3 separate regions of the Ovis aries genome follow, and all the other regions are linked to region 1. The links are chromatin contacts, called in public Hi-C maps. All regions are on one chromosome and are shown on one strand. The core of a region is the stretch at or near the end of the contact, and the rest is flanking DNA. Distances in the headings are between cores, read along the strand shown.

The links. Hi-C and Micro-C count contacts between places; a contact is called where the count stands out from the background.
Region 2: a contact with region 1 is called in a Hi-C map of liver, with 5 times the contacts expected there. The contact joins two enhancer-like sites. A contact is called at or near these places in 3 of 16 Hi-C or Micro-C datasets (liver, mixed tissues and skin fibroblasts).
Region 3: a contact with region 1 is called in a Hi-C map of liver, with 9 times the contacts expected there. The contact joins two enhancer-like sites. A contact is called at or near these places in 13 of 16 Hi-C or Micro-C datasets (blood, hypothalamus, liver and 7 more).

The regions. Positions count from the first base shown.
Region 1 is chr25:7,217,740-7,220,439 of ARS-UI_Ramb_v3.0, forward strand. No RefSeq gene overlaps it. Among named protein-coding and RNA genes, the nearest start is that of TRNAR-CCU, 2.7 kb to the left of the region's middle. Within about 2 kb of position 1,417, at least 32 of the 54 cell types and tissues checked have an H3K27ac peak or open chromatin away from gene starts, as enhancers often do. A contact at or near this core is called in hypothalamus and liver, where this site is marked.
Region 2 is chr25:6,695,799-6,698,498 of ARS-UI_Ramb_v3.0, forward strand. No RefSeq gene overlaps it. Among named protein-coding and RNA genes, the nearest start is that of TARBP1, 45 kb to the left of the region's middle. Within about 2 kb of position 1,378, at least 21 of the 54 cell types and tissues checked have an H3K27ac peak or open chromatin away from gene starts, as enhancers often do. A contact at or near this core is called in liver, where this site is marked.
Region 3 is chr25:6,672,385-6,675,084 of ARS-UI_Ramb_v3.0, forward strand. No RefSeq gene overlaps it. Among named protein-coding and RNA genes, the nearest start is that of TARBP1, 21 kb to the left of the region's middle. Within about 2 kb of position 1,332, at least 49 of the 54 cell types and tissues checked have an H3K27ac peak or open chromatin away from gene starts, as enhancers often do. A contact at or near this core is called in hypothalamus and liver, where this site is marked.

The sequences.
Region 1 (2,700 bases), core at 167-2,666:
TGCAGAGCAGACTGTGGAACTGCGTGGCTGAGCCTGTGTCAAACTGTCTGCATCTTCTCACGTGGACCTGAGACTCTCCAGTCCCCTCCCCTCGGCCCTCAGTGGGTGAAGCCCCCAGCTGCCCAGTGAGAAGCTCCAGCCTCCCTTGCGCCCTGGAGGGGCCTCTCCCTGGGACACCCTGAGCCACTGTCTGCCTGCACCCACATCCAGACGCTCACTGGCCTGAGGCAGGCCTTATGAGGCAAGGCCTTAATGAGGATGACCATAACCTGCTCCCTCGCTCTCCCGGGGGGTGACTAATTCATTAATCCTGGGAAGGCCCTTTGCAGAGGACAGGCAGGGTATTACTCATGGGACTGAAGGCAGGCACCTGACCCAGTCTGGGCCTGAGTCAGCAGAGAGACCTCCCACCTGCAGGCAGGCTGGGCGAGCTGGCCGGGCTCCCTGCTCAAGGTCAGGGTTGGCCAAGGGGAGGGGTGTGGCCAGCACACCTCCACAGAGTTTGGGAACCGTGTCTCATGGGCGTTTGCATGGTTGAATAAGCCTTCAAATGACTCTGCCAAGAGGCCAGCACACCTTGAGAATATCAGTCAAGACAGGATTTCCTGGTCATTGTTAGGGGAAAATGCTTTTCTCAGAGCGAATTCCTCCCAAGAAATGTTGTTTTCGCCTCCCCTGAGAGGGAAGCGAGCTGAGGCAGCAGCGACGGGCAGTCTGGGGGACCTGAGATAGGTGTGCAAACGTGGGGGACAGCTATGTTTTCTCTCCTCCAGCTCTTGGTCCTCTCAGTCTGCTCCCCACTCACATCTCACAGGAAGAGGAAGTAGCAGCCAGAACTGGGAAGCAAGGGTCAAAACCAGTGCATGAGGGCGAGGGCTGCTCAGGCCTCTACCCACCCTTGACCCAGCGGAGGGGGTTCTGACACAGCGGCAGCTCAGAAGCCAGGAACAGAAAGCTTTTGAGTGGCCAAGTTGACGCCAAGATTCCACTGCCGAGAGCCCGTTTCCTGCACTCGGCACATTCTTCCCCGCCCCTTTCCCCCTTCCAGCCCCTTCTCCCAGTGACCCTGCTCCACGCTGCCTCTGTGCATGCAGCCCTAGTTTCTTTTTCCTTCTAGAACACAAGTCATGCGACCAGAAGGATTGCAGGCACTTCTGCTTTCTCTTTTAGGCCCCCAGGTCCTTATAAGTCTTTCACGGCCCTTGCTGCTTCCCTAGATTGCCTGAAACTCTAGAGGGGCCCCCACCCCCACCACACACAGAATGATAAAGATGCAAAAATAGGATGGACAGAGGGGACCCTGAGGGCAGAAAAGGAGGCAGCTGGGCTACTCCTCTTTGCAGGCACCCAGGGACGGACAGGGCAGACTGGGTTGGGGGCAGAGCAACAGGAACAGGCTACGAAATGATTTTGTTCTGTTCTGTTTGGAAGGAGGTGGGTGGAAATGACAGTTTGGAGAGGATTGGAATGAGGGAAAACGGTTTCAGGGGAGGAAGCCTCTTTTCTCCAGTTCTAACAGTGCCATCCAGTGGCTGAGCGAGCAGGCGCAGGGCAGAGGTGCAGGGCAGAGCCTCTGGACAGCCCCCACGGCCCTGTGGAGAGAGGAGCGGCCGGACTTTCAAAGGGCACCCAGCTGATGGCCGGGGGCCAGCCTCCAGCCGCATAGCCAAACTCTTCCCTAGAATGGTTTGCAAGGACACGGCCAAGAGAGCTCCCCAAGTGCACCCTTAAAAACCCCAGTGGAGGGACTTCCCTGGTGGTCCAGTGGCTAAGACTCTGCAGTCTCGACGCAGGGGTCCCGGCTTCGATCCCTGGTCAGGGAATGAGATCCCACGTACTGCAGCTACAGATTCCCCATGCCACAAGGAAGATCAGAGATCCAGTATGCTGCGATGCAGACAAATAAATAAATAAATAGATAAGATATAAATTGTGTTTCCCGAAGGACAAATAAGATGAGCTTCTTTTTGAAAAATAAAATAACCCAAATGGATAGAGGCGACCAAGCTTACCAGGTTCCTGCTTCGTTTAGCTTCTGCCTACCCACACACAGGCGTTGCCTGGAGGCGTTATCCCATGAGAGACACCAAAGCGTATTTGCAACCGGAAAAGTGGTCAGTGACCAGAGCAAGCCTTTCTGGGCCCTCAGACCCTCGTCTATGTTCAAGGGAGAGCGAGGGCAGAAGGATGCTGAGCGAGACGAGGCAAGGTGAGCACACCTACGGAAACCTAATCAGGCTAAACTTCCAGCTCAGGACACAAATCTCCTGGCATTTCATTTGACTGTAGTTGCTTTCTTTTTTTTCTTTTTTCAACCCTGTAAATCAAAATCAATTTGGCTTAGAACTCCACAAATAGCTTTCTTTCCAAAGAGAGGCATTTTACTAAAATAGGAGACTTTGCCAGCTGTTGTGTGTTTGGTACCTGGAATCAAGGAGCAAGTGGACCTCCATAAGAACGTTCCCCCAGGAGTCCAGGCTCTTGATGCTCTTCACACCCTGACGCTGAGCTGCTGTGAACCTCTGAGGCAGTGACCTCATGTGCTAGCTTCTGTGCTCAGTTTTATCCGGCTCTTGTGACCCCATAGACTAACCCGCCAGGCTCCTCTGTCCATGGGCTTCTCCAGGCATGAATACTGGAGTGGGTTACGATGCCCTCTTCCAGGGGATCTTCCCCACTCAGGGATCGAACCCAGCTCTC
Region 2 (2,700 bases), core at 128-2,627, 520 kb before region 1:
AAGGGCACAGCGATTACAGAACAGAAGGGGGATTGTTCCATCTGCTGGCAGGAGGAAGTGGCATCCTCCACAGCCCTGCTCAGAGGCAGATTTCAGAGCCACAGAATTCTTAGGGCTCTCAGTGCATTTCCAGAGGATGAGACCTACGACCTCCCCGGGAGCTGGTGATGAAAGGCGCCCCTCCGCAGTTGAGACTGATGCTCACACAGGCGGAAGTGGCTTTTCCCCCAAATCCTCCATCATTGTCACTCATGATTAAGTGAATTTAATAACAGTGCCCCTCCCCACCAACCAAATGACTTCTCTCCAAATTTATGATGTTCCAACTATTGACTGTGATTAACTGCTATAGCCACTGCATAACAATCTGGAGGGCTATTGTGCAGGGGAAACCTCCTTGAACTTCAAGGAGCTTTGCTCACTTTTCAGAAAGAGAGAAGGCAGGGGCATTAGCTGGAGGCTCTCTTATCCACTTGGCTATTTGTTGTTGTTGTTCAGTCACTCAGTTGTGTCTGACTCTTCGCAAACCCATGGACTGCAACATGCCAGTCTTCCCTGTCCTTCACTAGCTCCTGGAACTTGCTCAAACTCATGTTTTTTGAGTTGGAGATGACATCCAACCATCTCACCCTCTGTTGCCCCCTTTTCCTCCTGCCTTCAATCTTTCCCAGCACCAGGGTCTTGGCTATGGTATTCTTCAAAGTAAAATATTCCAAGATGAAAGTGGAGATCAAATTACCAGATCAGCAAATAATGACGTGGGGAAAATGAGGAAATAGGTATCACGTGGGCAGTGGTTGACACATCTTTCTTATCTGTGGCTCTCAGCATGCAGGGGCTGCTCAAGGTCACTGCCCACAAGGTCTGGCTGACTTTCTTAAAGCGAGATCAGAGAGCAAATCATAAATGGAGGCAAATTTCAGCTGGGTCTTTCAACCAGCCATTTTGCTCTATGAAAGGTCACAAGGTAACAGGGTAATTGGAGGGTTTGGATAAGCTGGTGAGGGAATAAAGGCTTTTCCCAAGGATGATAAAAGCAGAGAAACAGCTCTCTGACCTAAACTGGCTGCCCTGTTTCTTCAAAAATAGGTTCTCTAACGTGGAGAAGCAGAAATCGAAACCTTCCTAAATCCCCCTCGAATGTTTGGAATGGAACAAAAACACCTATTTCATGAAAAAAAAAAAAAAAATTACGTTTTGAAAGATCCCAGCAACAGGAGGCACCAGCTGCTGGGTCATCTAAGTGTTTTTGGAAAAGGAAAAGAACTATTCGGCATGAAAGATTCAGGAATGTCTGTTGACATATTAAGGAAACAACCTCAGGGGACAGCTGACAAGGCTCCAAGAAACATTACCAAGGGAACAGTGACGCAAACGCGTTCCGTTTTTACAGGCGGGCCGGCTGCCAGGCTCCCTCGCCTGGCGGCTGATGTAATGCTAATCCCTCTCTGGGTTAGCGTTGCTTGGATATCAACTCAAGCGGCTCAGTCAGCTGCAATCAATAGCAAGCTCCTTTTATAGAAGATAGTAAAAGAAAAAATATGTATACAGAGAGTGAGAGAGAACCCCAGATTCTGGTGTGCTGAAAACCTATACATTGTGTCAAAAACGAGAGAGGCAAAGGAAGGAAGGACCAACACAAAGCTAAGAAGCACCTAACAATGCATTCAGGTGTCTTTCCATAGAATAAGGCCAGTTGTCAACAAAAGATACTATTATTTCATACTATTAGTTTTTTTTAAAGCATAACTAAGGAATATGCCTAATTCCCAGCTGAGCTAAATGAAGATGGAAGAAAACAGAAGACATTAGGTGGGAATGTGAAAATAATGATTTTTTTCATTATCGAGTAAATGGGCTGATTCCTTTTAAAACCTCTGCGTAAAATACTGCTTTTGAAAAATTCTATCTTCAAGACCACTGCTTTTCAATTATTTTAGAATAAATAATAAGATGAATTATGCAAATTTTAATCAGCCTTGGATTGAATGCTTATGTCAAGGGTCCTCTACAATGGGCTAAGGGGCCACGTTTGCATTTTCTCTTTCTCAGGCATGGCAATTTTAACTGTCCAAGAGTGATAAAGAAGAACCCATTTTAAAAGCTCAGTTCAATTATGCACATTCTTCTTTATTTTCTAGGTCATACTTAGATGGAAGGAACTGATGTAATCTTACACAGAAGACCAACAGCAAAAGCATCCCTCATTCCAAGACTTTCAGAGTCTAAATAATAATAAAGTGGGGGTGGGGTGAAAGGGAAGGATGAACACCAATGGAGATAGAGTTATTTTTTAATAATAATGAGATGAATATAATGATGATACAGCACATTAGATGCAGGAATCAAGTCCACTAGGATGGTAGTGACGTGATACCAATGACACACGATTCACCTTTGACATATTTAAAACACTGTCCTTCTAAGGTAGTGAAGCTTTTTTTTTTCCAACCCAAAAGAAATTTAAGCTTTGGGGAGTCAATAAGCCTCATGAATTTATATGAAAAGTTTATGGCTATATACATATTTTTCTGGGAGGAAGTCTTCCACCTTTCATTAGATTTTCAAAAAAGTCCAAAAGCTCCTCCAGTGTGAAAACTGATGAATTCTAAGGAGTTAAAAATCCTTCAGGAATTTGATCTCAATTATCCTTTAGCTCCCAGGGAGATCATTTATTTACAGGTAAAGAAAGTGGGAAAT
Region 3 (2,700 bases), core at 82-2,581, 550 kb before region 1:
TCTGTGCGATCATGACAGGGACAGGAGGACCCGGGGACATGAGACGCTGGATGTCCAGAGCTGAGTGCTTCCCAAGGATCGTTATCTCTGTTTCTAGGAGAATCTGAGACATCAAGCATCCAGTCGTAGAAGAACGAAGGGAATTTAGAACACCTGGCCCTTGGTGTCTTCCTTCGGGATCCCCTATGATCACTCCCAACAGAATTTAAAAGCCCACAGTATACTCCTTTAATGGGAATACCAGACCACCTTATCTGCCTCCTGAGAAACCTGTATGCAGGTCAAGAAGCAACAGTTAGAACTGGACACGGAACAACAGACTGGTTCAAAATTGGGAAAGGAGTACATCAAGGCTGTATACTGTCACCCTGCTTATTTAGCTTATATGCAGAGTACATCATGAGAAATGCTGGGCTGTAGGAAGCACAAGCTGGAATCAAGATTGCCAGGAGAAATATCAATAACCTCAGACATGCAGATGACACCACCCTTATGGCAGAAAGCGAAGAACTAAAGAGCCTCTTGATGAAAGTGAAAGAGGAGAGTGAAAAAGTTGGCTTAAAACTCAACATTAAGAAGACAAAGATCATGGCGTCCAGTCCCAGCACTTCATGGCAAATAGATGGGGAAACAATGGAAACAGTGAGAGACTTTATTTTCTTTGGCTCCAAAATCACTGCAGATGGTGATTGCAGCCATGAAATTAAAAGACACTTGCTCTTTGGAAGAAAAGCTCTGACCAACCTAGACAGCATATTAAAAAGCAGAGACATTACTTTGCCAACAAAGGGTCCTTTATTCAAAGCTATGGTTTTTCCAGTAGTCATGTATGGGTGTGAGAGCTGGACTATAAAGAAGGCTGAGTGTCAAAGAAACAATGCTTTTGAATTGTGGTGCTGGAGAAGACGCTTTAGAATCCCTCGAACTGCAAGGAGCTCAAATCAGTCAATCCTAAAGGAAACCAACCCTGAATATTCATTGGAAGGACTGATGCTGAAGCTGAAGCTCCAATACTTGGCCACCTCGTTAGAAAAGATCCTGCTGGTGGAAAAGATTGAAGGCAGAAGAAGAAGGGGACAACAGAGTACGAGATGGTTGGATGGTATCACCAACTCAATGGACATGAATTTGAGGAAGCGCTGGGAGATGGTAAAGGACAGGGAAGCCTGGCGTGCTGCAGTCCAAGGGGTCGCAAATAGTTGGACACGACTGAGCAACTGAACAAAATTGCTCCTTCCGTGAAATGACTGCAGATCAATGGTGTAAAAGCCCGGATGGTGCCCGCAATGTCACCTCCTGGCCACCAGATGGCGCGCGGCATCCACAGTGCACTTGCGCGGCCTCTGCCTGCCCCAGCGCTGGCCCGGGGCCCAGAGGAAATGTGTTTGTGTGTCTCCTCTTAGGGAGCGCCCTGCAACGTTTTTACACTTTAGAAAGCTCATCGGCAGAGGAGCATGTGAAACGGCACACGGCACAGCTGTGCTCTTCCTGTCCTGTCCCTGGCGGGGACACGTCAGCAGCATTTCCCCTTGTCTGTAGAATTTTGGAGCCTTCTTGCCCATTTGTTCTCAGAACTGGAGCTAGACGCGGGGAGGACTTTGCTTCCATTTTGAAACCCACAATCCTGCTGGGAAAGAAGAGGAAAAAAATATCCCAAGATTGTGTATGAGGGCAGGCACGTTGCTGGCGTGAAAACAAACTGCCAAAACTTTGTTACTCTGGTATTCTGTCAGCTAACACAGTGGGGTGGAAGATTTCGACGTCATCCCAGACCTCAGCCCCGAAGAGTTAATGATGTTACTCATGCCACTGGGGCCAGGAAGAAAGACTCGCATTTTTGGGTGGTTGCTGCTTGCCCAGAGCTGTGGAATGAGCTGTGAGGCTGAAGGCCAAGGGACTTGGGCCACCCATGCAGTGAAATAATCCCCCAGAAATGCGCTGCCTGGAGTGGAAATGAACAGTCATTCCAGGGCATTTACTAAATATTACGGACAGTCATTCAGGCTACAGTTGGTTGGACTCTCAACACTGCAAATCTCACATTTGGGATACATTACGCAGATACCAGGAAATAATCGAAATCAAACAATGGTCAAGTTCTGGGTCATAAGCAGTGAGGCCTCTTCTTATTTTCTGTTCCAATAGCAATGTATAATTAATAACCTAGTTTTTGACTGGAAGGAATATTTCAATACATGGGTGATGCTTTCAGAAGGGCCTCAGCGAGTCACTTTTTATTTCCTTCTTTCTTTGTCTTTCTGAAGTAGGGCCCTGGAAGGGAAGACAAAGGCAATATTCAAATATGACCTACATTTTTGACCCAATCAGAAACTTGTGTGAATCAAGACAAGCAAAACCTTGGCACCTACTCTTTGTCTGGCACCCTGTCCCATGTCTGAAAAGTACTTTATTATTTCATCTTCCTGACAACGACTTAGTATTTGGCATTGCCTCAGGTTTTCAGATGAGAAATCTGGGCTCAGAGAGGTTAAGTAGCTCGCCAGAAGTCACACAGCCAGTAAATGTGAGAGCTAGAAAATAGACACAGGTATTTTGGACTTGAAGGCCTGGGTTTGTTCTCCTTTGTCAAGGCATTTCATTGACTCACAGAACCTTTGAGTTGGGAGAAGTTTGGGAGGTCATTTAGATAAACCCTCTAAATCATGCAATAATCCCTTCCCCACTGTTCACTATAATTGT